Linked DNA regions of Sus scrofa: region 2 is linked to region 1. Evidence: chromatin contacts called from public HiChIP or PLAC-seq data. All regions are on one chromosome and are shown on one strand. The core of a region is the stretch at or near the end of the contact, and the rest is flanking DNA. Distances in the headings are between cores, read along the strand shown. Region 1 overlaps LDB3 (LIM domain-binding protein 3). Region 2 overlaps BMPR1A (bone morphogenetic protein receptor type 1A).

Region 1 (6,110 bases), core at 1,661-4,160:
CGCGCCCCCATCCTCACCTGGGACGCGGTGCTATGGCAGAGAGGAGCTGCCCGCCCGGTCCTCCTCGAATAAGGAAAGGACTTTAGCTGGAGGGGGTTAGGGGAGTAGTTACCTGGGGGCCAAGATGCAGCCCACCGGGGCCCAGATACCAGCATGCTTCTGACCTGCTTAGACCTTTGTGCTGTGGGGGTTTAGAGAAGGGGGGGTTGATCATGGAGTCTGGAAGTCTTCCCAGAGGAGGGAAGAGAATGGCTGCCAGGCAGAGAGAATAGGGTTAGTATTACTGGAGGGAAGCTGGAAAAGTGGGCAAGGGCCAGATGTGGAAAGAGCTTGCTAAAGCCTGTTTTGCTGCCTAGGGAGTGGTTAAGCAGGGAATCTGGAATTGAGTCCTGCTGCCTGAGCTCCAGATTCAGCTAGATGGTTCACTAGCTCTACAACTTTGAGGGAGTCACCTAAGCTCTCCAAGCCTCAATTCCTCATCTGTGAAATGACTTGAAAATACTATCTGCCTCATTGGATTGCATGGAATATTACCTGAAATAATACAAGGGCCTGGCACTTGAAAGCAGTCAGTACTTGGTAACCGTTGTCCTGATTAGGACAGCACTGTCCAGTGACAATACATTTTCTAGTAGCTACATTTTTAAAAAAGTAAAAAGAAGCAGGTGAAATTAATTGCAATGTATTTTATCTAACTCAGTATATTCAAAATACCATTTCAATGTATAAACAATATAAAATTATTAGTGAAATGGGAAGTTTAATAAACCAGAGTTCCCATTGTGGCTCAGTGGGTTAAGAACCCGACTAGTATCCATGAAGATGTGGGTTCGATCCCTGGCCTCACTCAGTGGATCAAGGATCTGGCATTGCTGTGGCTGTGGTGTAGGATGGCAACTGCAGTTCCAGTTCAACCCCTAGCCCGGGAAATTTCCATATGCTGCAAGTGCAGCCTTAAAAACAAACAAAAAAATGATTAATGAGGTATTTTCCTTTCTTGTACCATCTTTGAATTCTGGTGTGTGTTTTATATTTACAGCCCATATTAATTAGGACTAGTTTCATTTCAGGTGCTTAATAGCCACGTAGGGCTGTGTATTGGATGACACAGAATTAGGGCTCTCATTCATAATCCCATTTAGCAGAGGTCCCCCACTTTACAAAAAAAGGAAATAAAAAATCTTGTGCAGAACCCCACTATTCATAACAGCGAGGGATGAAGCCCCTCTTCCTCTTTTCATCACTCCTCCCCCAGCACACTGAGACCCTCTGCTCTGGGCACTTTGCAGCTATGCCATGCTGTTAGGGAGGGTGACAACATTTCAAATATGGGCTTCACAAGTTTACAAAATGCATGGGTAGGCACCCACCCTGTGAGGCAGGCAGGGGTGTCATACTTAGCATCACTGATAAGTAGACTCAGTCCCAGTTCACCTGACTTCAGAGTGTCACATCTCCCCCTCCCTATATCCTATAGTCTCCCTGAGCTGGGCTCCTCAGGGGACCATCAGGCTAAGATGAGCTGACAGTTCATCTGGACCATGAGACCCAGGAGTCACTCTCCTCACCATCCTCACTAACATTTAGTGACACATGCACAGTGCCAGGTACTAAGTAGTTCTTATCTCCCTTAATCCTCATGACAACCCTGTGAGGTACTAACGATTACTACTGCCATTTTTAGACAAGGAAATTCAGGCCTAGAGATGTTAAGGAACTTGCCCAAGGACACAGCCAGGATGTGGTAGGAGCTGGAACCTGAACAATGGCTGTGCTACACACCAGAGCCTGGGGTCTCCTCCAGCTTGGTAGTTACACCTCCATAACATGGTGCACCCAGATCTTCTGGAAATTGGAATGATGTTTTTTACAGAGGCAGCTTGAGGTGATAGAATGATTTTGGAGACTCTGCCACTTACTGTCTCTGTCTGAGCTTCAGTGACCTCAGCTGTAAAAAGAACTAACCCAGATGACCTGTTGTTATGTGCCTCTTAGTAAGTGGACAGAAGATTCCTTCTGAGAAGGTTTTACCTTTGGAAACCAGCAACACTCCCAGGATGGTTTCAGTGGCACAGGCCTGGACCCTATGCATTCCCAGCACTGGGGTTTCCAAGTTACCCAACTCTGAACAGCCAGTCATCTGGGAGTAGAAGGTAGTAGAGTTGGAGCAGCAAGCCACAGGCCATCGAAGGTAGACCCGGGGAACCAGGTGGGAGAGACCAGAGGCCAGGCCAGGACTTTTTGCCCTGAAAATAACCGACCCTCCTTTCTAAGCTGGAGCCTGACAGGAGCTGCCTCAGCATAGGCTCTTCACCAGGCCAGACTCAAGAATCAGGTGGGGACAATGAGGCCTCTTTCCAGAGGAGCAGACTGGGAGATGAGGAGAGACTTCTGGATCTGCCCTCCCTAGAAGGGGAAGCTGGCAGGACCATGTGTGCCAGATGCAGCTGGGTCTGCCCCAGGTAGGGTTTGCAATGGGAGGCAGCAGAACTTAGAAGTCTGGGTTTTGAGGGCCCAGGCCTGGGACAGCTTTGAGTGAGCAGCTGCTATGCCTCTTTGTGTTGCTGCCCTAAAAAGGTGTTCAGCTCTCAGTGAGCTGGAGAAGGGAGTTCCAGAAGTGGGACAGTGCATTCTCCTCCTGCCCTCGGTTTCTTCCGTAACCTCTACACAGTATCAGACACACTCTCAGTTTCCACCACAGTAATGTAGGGGAGCTTGGGTCCCCCAGAGGCAGTCACAGGCTGAGGGAGCAGCTAGGCCTGGGCTGGGTCACCCCAGCATCTGTACCCAGGTCCCCTCTGAATGACTCCTTCAAGACCCCTCAACCCTGAGTCAAACCAAAATACTGTGTGTCCCCCCCCCCCCCCCAGTATAAGTCAAGCCAAGAAACCTGAAACCTGAACTTGAAAACCTAACTGCGTGGTCATCTGGAAGGCTGGACTCAGTCCAGGCTCAGCAAATGCATGCCACTGAGGCATTTCAGATGTCAAATCACTGGTCAGAGTGCAACCGAAAGCATCTTCTAGTCAAGGCCAAGGCTGACCCACTTCCACCCTCTTCCCAGCCGAGGGGATCCAGATATGAACCTTGCCCGGCACCCCCTGCCCCCCACTGCCTTCTCTTGCAGGCCTCTAGCAGCCAAGGCCTGACTGCCCCACCCCACACAGCTGCAGATATTTTTAGCTCTATTCCTTCCCAGCCCTGTCCAAGCTCCCAGGGCTCTGCTCTGATGACTCTTTATCTCCCTTGGCTCCCTGCTGCAAATTCAAATTGAGGCCATCAAGAAGTGCAGGGATGTGTCTCCTGCAAAAATTGGAACTGGGCTGCTCTAATATTAAACTTGTCTTTTACAGTTCTCTGGCTGGGTGTGGAGGAAGTTGGGAGAAATGAATTCCTGACACTTGTTTCTTTGGGTATTTTTGGCTTGCAGTGCCTGCATCTACCTACAGCCCATCCCCAGGGGCCAATTACAGTCCCACCCCCTACACCCCTTCCCCTGCCCCTGCCTACACCCCCTCCCCTGCCCCCACCTACTCCCCCTCACCTGCACCAGCCTATACCCCTCACCAGCCCCAAGCTATAACCCCACGCCCTACAGTGGGGGCCCTGCGGAGTCTGCCAGCCGCCCCCCATGGGTGACAGATGACAGCTTCTCTCAGAAGTTTGCCCCGGGCAAAAGCACCACCTCCATCAGCAAGCAGAGCCTGCCCCGAGGGGCCCCTGCCTATACCCCACCGCTGCAGGGTCCCCAGGTGTCCCCCCTTGCCAGGGGTACTGTCCAGAGGGCCGAGCGCTTCCCAGCCAGCAGCCGGACTCCGCTCTGTGGCCACTGCAACAGCATCATCCGGTAAGATCCGCTGTTTCCCCTGGCTGGGGCGCTGGGAAGATAGGGGGATGGGAGGGCAGGTGTAGGGAGAGGACTGCGTGCAGGGCAGACCTGAGGCTGGTGGTCTGACACCTTCTGGTCTGACCCTCTCTGAGGTTTAGCTTCCATACCTATGGGACACGCACATCCCTGGGAAGTTGGGAGAATTCCATGAGGTAAGTGGGTGAAGCTCTCAGCGCAGTGCCTGTGCCAGCTCCATCCCCTCAGGCTAAGGCTGGGTTCTGAGAATCTCAGGTCTGGCTGGTAGGTTTATTGGGCATGTTGCAAGCTGGCAGACAGTGCTGGTTTGACCCAGCTTTCCTTTAGGGTTGCTTCTGGGTCTTTCCACAGACAGGCCCATGCTGCTCAGGGCTTTGGTGGGCATCTGCCACACTAAAAGGAAAACAAGTCATTTCATGTGTAGAAGCCAAGGATCATGGGTGGGGCTTGTTTGGATACAGTATGTTTATAGTATGTGCATGTGTGTGGGGGCCAAACTGATATATGTAAACAGTATACTTTCATTTAAAAACAAAGTATCATTAGAGAGAATATACTTATTAGAAAAGAATTAGAAAATTCCGAAAAGTGAAAACTAAAACATAAAGCATTTCCACTGTTATGAGTACTATTCTGGAACCAGATTTGTGTCCTGGGCCTGTAGTCCTATAGCCTTGAACAATTTAACCTCTCTGTGCCTCAGCTTCCTTATCAGAAAAAGGGTATCATAATAGTACCTGCTTCATAGGATTGTTGTGAGAATTAAGCATATTAATAAATGCAAATTTCTTCTTGAGTAGTGCCTGGCACAGAGTGAACGCTTAATAAGTGCTAGCCATCAGCACCGTTGTCATTGCTCTTCTTATTATAATTATCAATAGTCAATTGAATATTCCATGGTACACTTACATGGTCCCCTACTAGTGGATGTTTGAGTTGCTTCCCATTTTCTCTTTATTGTAAGCATGCAGCAGTGAGCATCTTTTTGCTTTATCTGAATTTCACGTTATTTCATTAGAACAGTCACAAAAGTCAGGGTTACAGGGTCAAAGTATGAATGTTATTGGAGGTTTTGAAATATCTCCTTAAATTTTGGGGGCTGCCTTAGGAGGTACTGTTCTCTGCTTCTTCAGGGGCCCCTTTCTGGTAGCCATGGGCCGCTCCTGGCACCCAGAAGAGTTCAACTGTGCCTACTGCAAGACCTCCCTGGCAGATGTATGCTTTGTGGAGGAGCAGAACAATGTTTACTGTGAGCGGTGTTATGAGCAGTTCTTCGCCCCAGTCTGTGCCAAGTGCAACACCAAAATCATGGGGGTAAGTGGGCAACGTTCCTCTCCTTTGACCATTAGCTTTTTTTTTTTTTTTTTTTTTTTTTTCTTTTTCTTTTTCTTTTTTTAGAGCTGCACCCACAGCATATGGAGGTTCCCAGGCTAGGGGTTGAATCGGAGCTATAGCTGCTGGCCTACACCCCAGCCATAACAATGCAGGATCCAAGCCTCATCTGCAGCCTACACCATAGCTGACAGCAATGCTGGATCCCCAATCCACTAGGCAAGGCCAGGGATCAAACCGGCATCCTCGTGGAAACTAGTTGGATTTGTTTCCGCTGTGCCACAATGGGAATTCCCTGATCCTTATCTTTTTTCCAGCCAATCTCTCCTCCTCCTCGAGGTTGTGGGTCCCCTTTGGAAGCCAAGAAGTTGCTTTGCTACAGAGCAAGAACAACTCCATTTCTATCCTGGAAGGAAGTTAGTTTGCCACCAATGATCTAGGGAACAAATGAACTGAGTGAGAGATGATTACATCCTGGGACCACAGAGTTTAAAGTGGTGGTGGAGCTTCTGCAAAGCCAGACCTCACCATGCACCCTCCTGTGGCCCTGAACCACATGTGGCTTTGACCTTCAATGCCCATTTGGTAAAGTGGCAGTAACAAGCAGTACCTCCCTCCCAGATTTGATGGGAGGTTAAGCATCATAGCTTACGTGAGTACACACAGAAGCTGGCACCCAGCAAGCACTGGATAAGTCCCTCCTCTGCCACCTGTAGCCTTTCTTGGCATGTCCAAGGCCCACTTCCTGGGCCTTCCTGCCCTGCTCTAGGAGAGATGCTCTGGCAGTGGCCAGGGCCTGGTAGGGAAGTCAGGCCTGCTTCCTTCTCCCCATTGGACCTTTCTGTCCTAAGCTGAGGCTCTTTTCCCCAGGAAGTGATGCACGCCTTGAGACAGACATGGCACACCACCTGCT
Region 2 (6,110 bases), core at 1,298-3,797, 170 kb after region 1:
CAAAGTATTTTGTTGAGTATTAGATATAAACAGTTGTTCTTTTGTTTGTTTGTTTGTTTTTTAGGGCCTCACCTCAGCTTATGGAAGTTCCCAGGATAGGGGTTGAATCGAAGCTATAGCTGCCAGCCTACACAGCCACAGCAATGCAGAATCAGAGCCGAGTCTGTGACCTACACCACAGCTCAACACCAGATCCTTAACCTGAGCAGGGCCAGGGATCGAACCTGAATCCTCATGGATACTAGTCAGATTGGTTTTTGCTGCGCCACAGCGGGGACTCCAGATATAAACAGTTGTTCCTGAGCTGAAACTATTGACTACTGAGTGTAATTGAAAAGCCGTTAACTTGTATTCTCTGGTTGTATCTTCTTTAAATAACTAGATTATAGTTTTCTTAAGGGAAAAGAGGACCGTACTACCAATTAATTGGATACAATGTTATACTTTTGTTATGATTTTTTGTTTGTTTGTTTTATAAAATATTGAACATTCAGGAGTTCCCTTTGTGGCTTAGTGGTTAATGAACCTGACTAGGATCCATGAGGATGTGGGTCCGATCCCTGGTCTCACTCAGTGGGTTAAGGATCCAGCATTACTGTGGCTGTAGTGTAGGCCGGCACCTGCAGCTATAGTTCATCCCCTAGCCTGGGAACTTCCATATACCATTGATGAGGCCCTAAAAGCAAAATGTGTGTATACACACACACACACACACATGCGCACACACACACACACACACACACATATATATGTATGTATATATAGAACTTCTTTCTGAATTTTTAAAACCTGTCCCAAGAAATTGACTATATATATATATATATATATAATATATATATATATAATAACTATATATATTTTATTCTTGGTTATTTGGTGGTTCAGAATTGTTTGCAAATGCAAACATGATTTCAGAAGACAGTTGCCATATGAGAAGAGCAGTAAGAGGAGGACTTCACTTATAAAACATTATCTTACTAGCATATGGATAAAAAGAGAAATCAGTAGAACTGGTTACTAGACCCATAAGTAGATCCAAGTATCTAAAGTGTATAAAGAAAGTTTAGTATATAATAAAGGTAACATTACAGCTAACTGAAATGATCTAAAGAAAAGTTGGCTTGTTCAGTAAATGGATTTGAGAGTAGATAGCTGTATGGACGAAAGTGAAGTTGAATCAATTCCCTACACTGAAATAAATTCTAGACAGATTGGAGCTAGATATAAAGTGAAATGATAAAAATATGAGAACAAACCTTAGATTTTTAAAAAATAATCCCAGAGTTTGGAAGACCCTTCTGAGTCTCACATAAAACCCAAGCAAACAAACAAATAAACCCCTTAAAATAAAAAAAAAAAGATGGTGTCAACTACATAAAAATAAAACTTTACTCTGTGGTAGAAACCACTATAAATGCTCAGAAGACAGACTAATAGTGAAAAATATCAATGGCTTATATTACAAAGAGCTGATTTCTTGAATATACAGAGCTTCTATAAATCAAAAAAATAAATAAATAAATTCAATGGAAAAATAGCCCCCCTAAAAATGAACACATGGTTAATCTAAAAAGAAATACATGTAACTCTTAAAAGAAAAAATAAAAAGATGAATCAAGAATACTCAGAATATGAAAAAAGAAAATACTGTTTGCCACCTATTACACTGGCAGAGATTCAAATGTTTGATAATAGATCTTTTACGCATTTAAATTTTAGAAAGCTGAGACTGATTAAGCATACTTATTTACTTCTGTTGCCCCCACTAAAACTGCAGTAAGAAGTTTTAACTTTTTGGGGAGTTCCTGTTGTGGCTTTAGTGGGTGGAAAACCTGAGTAGCATCCATGAGGATGCAGGTTCAATCCCTGACCTTGCTCAGTGGGTTAAGGATCCAGCGTTGCCGCAAGCTGCAGTGTAGGTTGCAGCTCGGATCTGACTTTGCTGTGGCTGTTGTACAGGCCAGCAGCTGCAGCTCCAATGTGACCCCTAAGCCAGGAACTTCCATATGCTGCAGATGCAGCCATAAAAAAAGGGGTGGGGAGAGTTTAACTTTTTGTCCAACTAGGACAAGGAGACAAAGACAATAGCAGAAAGCTTTGGAATCTGTAAAGCTTATGGATGAATAGTGATTTTATAGACCTAAAAATCTGAATCCCAAGCTAGAAATTGAGAAAGACAAAAAGCAACCAGTTTATACTTCAGAATTCCCCAAGAAGCTCAAGAATTGGCAGTACCACTTATCTCTGGAAGTGAAGTTGAGGGTGGCGGTAAAAACCAAGAGGATTGCTTGAAAGTCTGTTTTTAGAAAGTCAGATGCTGAATTATTTGTGCAATACTGCATTAAGAAATCACTCTGAAACTTAGTGGCTTGTTATCTGTCACTGTTTCTGTGGGTCAGGAATTCAGGAGTGACTTGACTGGGTGGCTCAGGATCTTTAATGACATCCAGTCAAATGTCAGCAGAGGCTGCACTCACATGAAAGCTTGATTGGAGCTGGTAGAGCCCTTTCCAAAATAGCTCACTTCTGAGGCTCATTTGTTGGCAGGAGAACTGAGTTACTCTGATGTGAGTCTCTCTGTAGAGCTGCTTGAGTGTCTCTCTGCATGAAGCCTGGCTTCCCCCACAGAGTGAGTGACCCAGGAGACTAAGGTGGAAGCTGCAATGCTGTTTATGATTTAGACTCAGAAGTCACACCATCACTTCTGCCATATTCTCTTGATGCATGGGTCAGTTCTAGTGCTTTATGGAAGGGAATTAAACAAGAACAAGCACACCAGGAGGTGAGAAATTTTGTGGACCTTTTTTGGATGCCAAGTATCACTGGCTGATAAATTACCACTTTTCTGTTTGACTATTAAGGATGAACATGGTGAATCAGTTTGTCCCCCTGCTTGGCACACAGATGCTTCATTTTGTTGATGTTCACCCACCTCCCCTTGGCCCAGAATGTCTGTTTGGCAAGCAATATCACAGATTAGTTTATCAATTGTAAAGTCCACTTCTGGCTTTATAATCAGCCCACCATCCTCATTACCATTAAGGGACCCCTGATCCCACAGTGGGTTAGATCAATGATTTTAAAATTAAAGTAATTAAAGTAGAAGTTCCCATTGTGGCTTAGCAGAAACGAACCTGACTAGTATCCATGAGGATGTGGGTTCAATCCCTGGCCTTGCTCAGTGGATTAAAGATCCCACATTGCTGTGAGCTATAGTGTATGTTGCAGATGAGGCTCAGATCTGGCATTGCTGTGGCTGTGATGTAGGCCAGCAGCTACAGCTCCAATTCAACCCCTAGACTGGGAACCTCCATACGCCTCAAGTGCAGCCCTAAAAAGACCCCCCCAAAAAAGAAAAAACCAAAAGTAATAGATCTTTGCCTATGCCCTGGAGGCGAGAGAGTTTGCAGGAAAAATGAGATCCACATGTGTATAGAGTTTACATAATTATAAAAATGCAGACATTGAGTATCAGTCTAAACAAATATTATGCTGTAACTTTGAGGATGCAAAGACAGAAGTATTTCTTTTGGGGAAAGGGGTGGGGTCTTAAATGATGAGTTAAATCCTCATCTTCCACAATGTGAAGTCAGTAGTTAAAGCCTAAGACTAAAAAACTGAAACTGTCAATATAGGCACATTATTTAGAAGTAGTAAAGTAAAAGTTAAGCAAATCAGATTAGATTAAGAATGTTTGGTTCTAAGAAGTAAAAAATGGGTAAGAGGAGAAATAAGATATGGGAACTGCTGTTTTGTTACTAAGCCCAAAGAACTGTATAACTTAAAAATAGATGAATGTAAACGATAAAATTAAAGTTCTAAAAGTATTATAGCACAAGGGTGTGGTTGAGAGAGTAGGGAAAAATGGGCACTTGCATATAATAGTGGAGGGAATATAACTCGTATGACTTTCAAGGGGCCGAAAGAGCATCCCGTCAAAATTCCAGATTCAGTTCTAACTTCTAGTCATTTGTACTATAAATGTGCCAGGAAATGTTTTCATTTCAACCTCGTATGAAACAAGACTAGAACAATCTAAGTCGTACCAATAAAGGAATGGTTAACAACTGTGCAGTGGAATAGTGTTTAACCATTAAAAAATGAGACCTTTTATGTACTACTGTGGAGTGAGCCTCCAGATATATTGCTATGTGAAAAAGCAAGATACAGAAAGCTAAGTAGTGAACCAGGGTCAAAACCCAGACACCTGGGTCTGGAATCCATGATCTTAATCATTGCTATTCTGTCAAGGAAATGATTTAAATGGTACCTAGTATTCCTGTTATGAATTTTCCACAACTTAACCCTGACAGCCATATTTTAGTTATTTGCAAAAACTTGTTAATATAAACAGTGCTGCAAAAAGCATTTTTGTGGCATTCCCTGGTGGCTTAGCAGGTTAAGGATCTGGCAATGTCACTGCTGTGGTGCGGATTCCATCCCTAGCCTGTAAACTTATACATGGCTCAGGTGCAGCCAAAAAACCAAAACATTTTTGTATCTCTCCTGTGCAGATATATAAGAATTTCTTGGAGTACCCACTGTGGTGCAGTGGGTTAAGAATCTAACTGCAGCGGCTCAGGTCAGTGGGGAGGCACAGGTTCAGTCCCCATCCCAGCACAATGTGTTAAAAGGATCCAATGTTGCTGCAGTTGTGGCTCGGATTCAATCCATGGCCTGGGAACTTCCATTTACCATGGGTGGAGCCATAAAATTTTTTCTTAATTTTTAAATAAAGAATTTCTTAAAAGTATACCTACTTTAAACTTTAATGTTATCACCAAATTGATCTCCATAGTGGAACAGTTTGTACAGCTAACCAAAAGTGTAATATCACAATGTACATTTCCCCACATTCTAATCCAAATTTGGAACCGTCATATTTTTAGACCTTTGCCAACATTATGGGTGTGAAATAGTAGCTTGTTTTCAATTTGTTTTTCTTTTCTTTTTTTTCCACTAGTTACTTTTCTGAGAACTGCCTATTTGTGGTTTTTGCACATTATTCAACTGGGGTGCTTTATTTTTTTTTTTTTTTCTTATTGATTCACAGTAGTTCTTTTTATAATCTGGGTACTAAATCTTTGGTAATTGTTATAGTAGTCTTTTCTCTGTCATTGTTATGTGATTCCATTTATAGTGTTTTATGTCAGGTTTTATTTTAATCAATCATTTTTTCCCCTTTGACATATGCTTTTGAGTCTCACTTAAGACAACTTTCACAACTCTAATGTTAGAAACACATTTTAAAGGTTTTAAAATTTTCATTCTCTCATTTAGTCCTTTAATCCATTTGGAATTTACAGTAATGGATGAAAATTAAGGAATACATCAAGTTAGATTTGTCTTCCATATGGATAGCCCAGTAAACCTAACCGTTTTCATAATTTTATTTTTAAAACTCTATATGGGTAACTGACTCAAATGGTTTAAAATTCAAAAGGCACAAAAGGATATAGAGTGAAAAATATTCCTCCTGCTCCTGACTCTAAGCCCTCCAGTTCACTTCCCTGTAAGAAACCTGTGATTGGAATTATTTCCAGTTTCTTGGATAATCTTCTGGAGACCATTTATGCATATTCAAACAAAAACGTATACACATTGGTGTTCATCTCCCCTGCTTTTTTTTTCCTTCCAGAAATGATAGTAAACCATATGTGTGACTATAGCTTCAAATATATCTAAAATAAATGTAGCGTAATGTTAATATTTATTAAATTTAAATGGCTTACACGTTGAGTACCTATTAATTTCTACCTTCCTATATGTTTGAAATATTTAATAATTTAAAAATTTTTAAAGAAAAGCCCTCAAAAATATCAGAATGAAGAGAATTTGTTTTCTTTTCCATAAACTCCTTTTTCTTTTTCAAAGTGGAAATGTATTACTCATTTTGATACAAATATATGAACAATAAAATTCTATAAAATTGGGTTATGGTGATCGTTGTACAACTATAAATGTAATAAAATCCATTAATTTAAAAAAAGAGGAAAAAAGAAAATACATATGTAAAGTAGAAAGTGAATATTCCTACTACCTTAGCAATAACTTTTATATACAACATGCTATATATCCTTTATGGTCTTTTTAGACAAGTATAGACATGT

What was found. HiChIP or PLAC-seq counts read pairs in DNA pulled down with a chosen protein or histone mark.
Region 2: an H3K27ac HiChIP or PLAC-seq map of skeletal muscle shows a contact between it and region 1, with 12 times the contacts expected there. The contact joins two enhancer-like sites. A contact is called at or near these places in 1 of 5 promoter capture datasets (liver), 22 of 47 Hi-C or Micro-C datasets (alveolar macrophages, brain, embryonic fibroblasts and 12 more) and 2 of 2 datasets of contacts at active chromatin or transcription factors (alveolar macrophages and skeletal muscle).

Annotation. Positions count from the first base shown.
Region 1 is chr14:87,701,286-87,707,395 of Sscrofa11.1, forward strand. It overlaps LDB3 (LIM domain-binding protein 3), which reads left to right. Exons shown (of 15, transcript XM_005657425.3): 10 at 3,431-3,562; 11 at 3,565-3,847; 12 at 4,999-5,179; 13 at 6,068-6,110. Among named protein-coding and RNA genes, the nearest start is that of LDB3, 43 kb to the left of the region's middle. Within about 2 kb of position 2,911, at least 8 of the 83 cell types and tissues checked have an H3K27ac peak or open chromatin away from gene starts, as enhancers often do. A contact at or near this core is called in skeletal muscle, where this site is marked.
Region 2 is chr14:87,869,939-87,876,048 of Sscrofa11.1, forward strand. All of the region lies in intron 5 of BMPR1A (bone morphogenetic protein receptor type 1A), which reads left to right. Among named protein-coding and RNA genes, the nearest start is that of BMPR1A, 18 kb to the left of the region's middle. Within about 2 kb of position 2,548, at least 3 of the 83 cell types and tissues checked have an H3K27ac peak or open chromatin away from gene starts, as enhancers often do. A contact at or near this core is called in skeletal muscle, where this site is marked.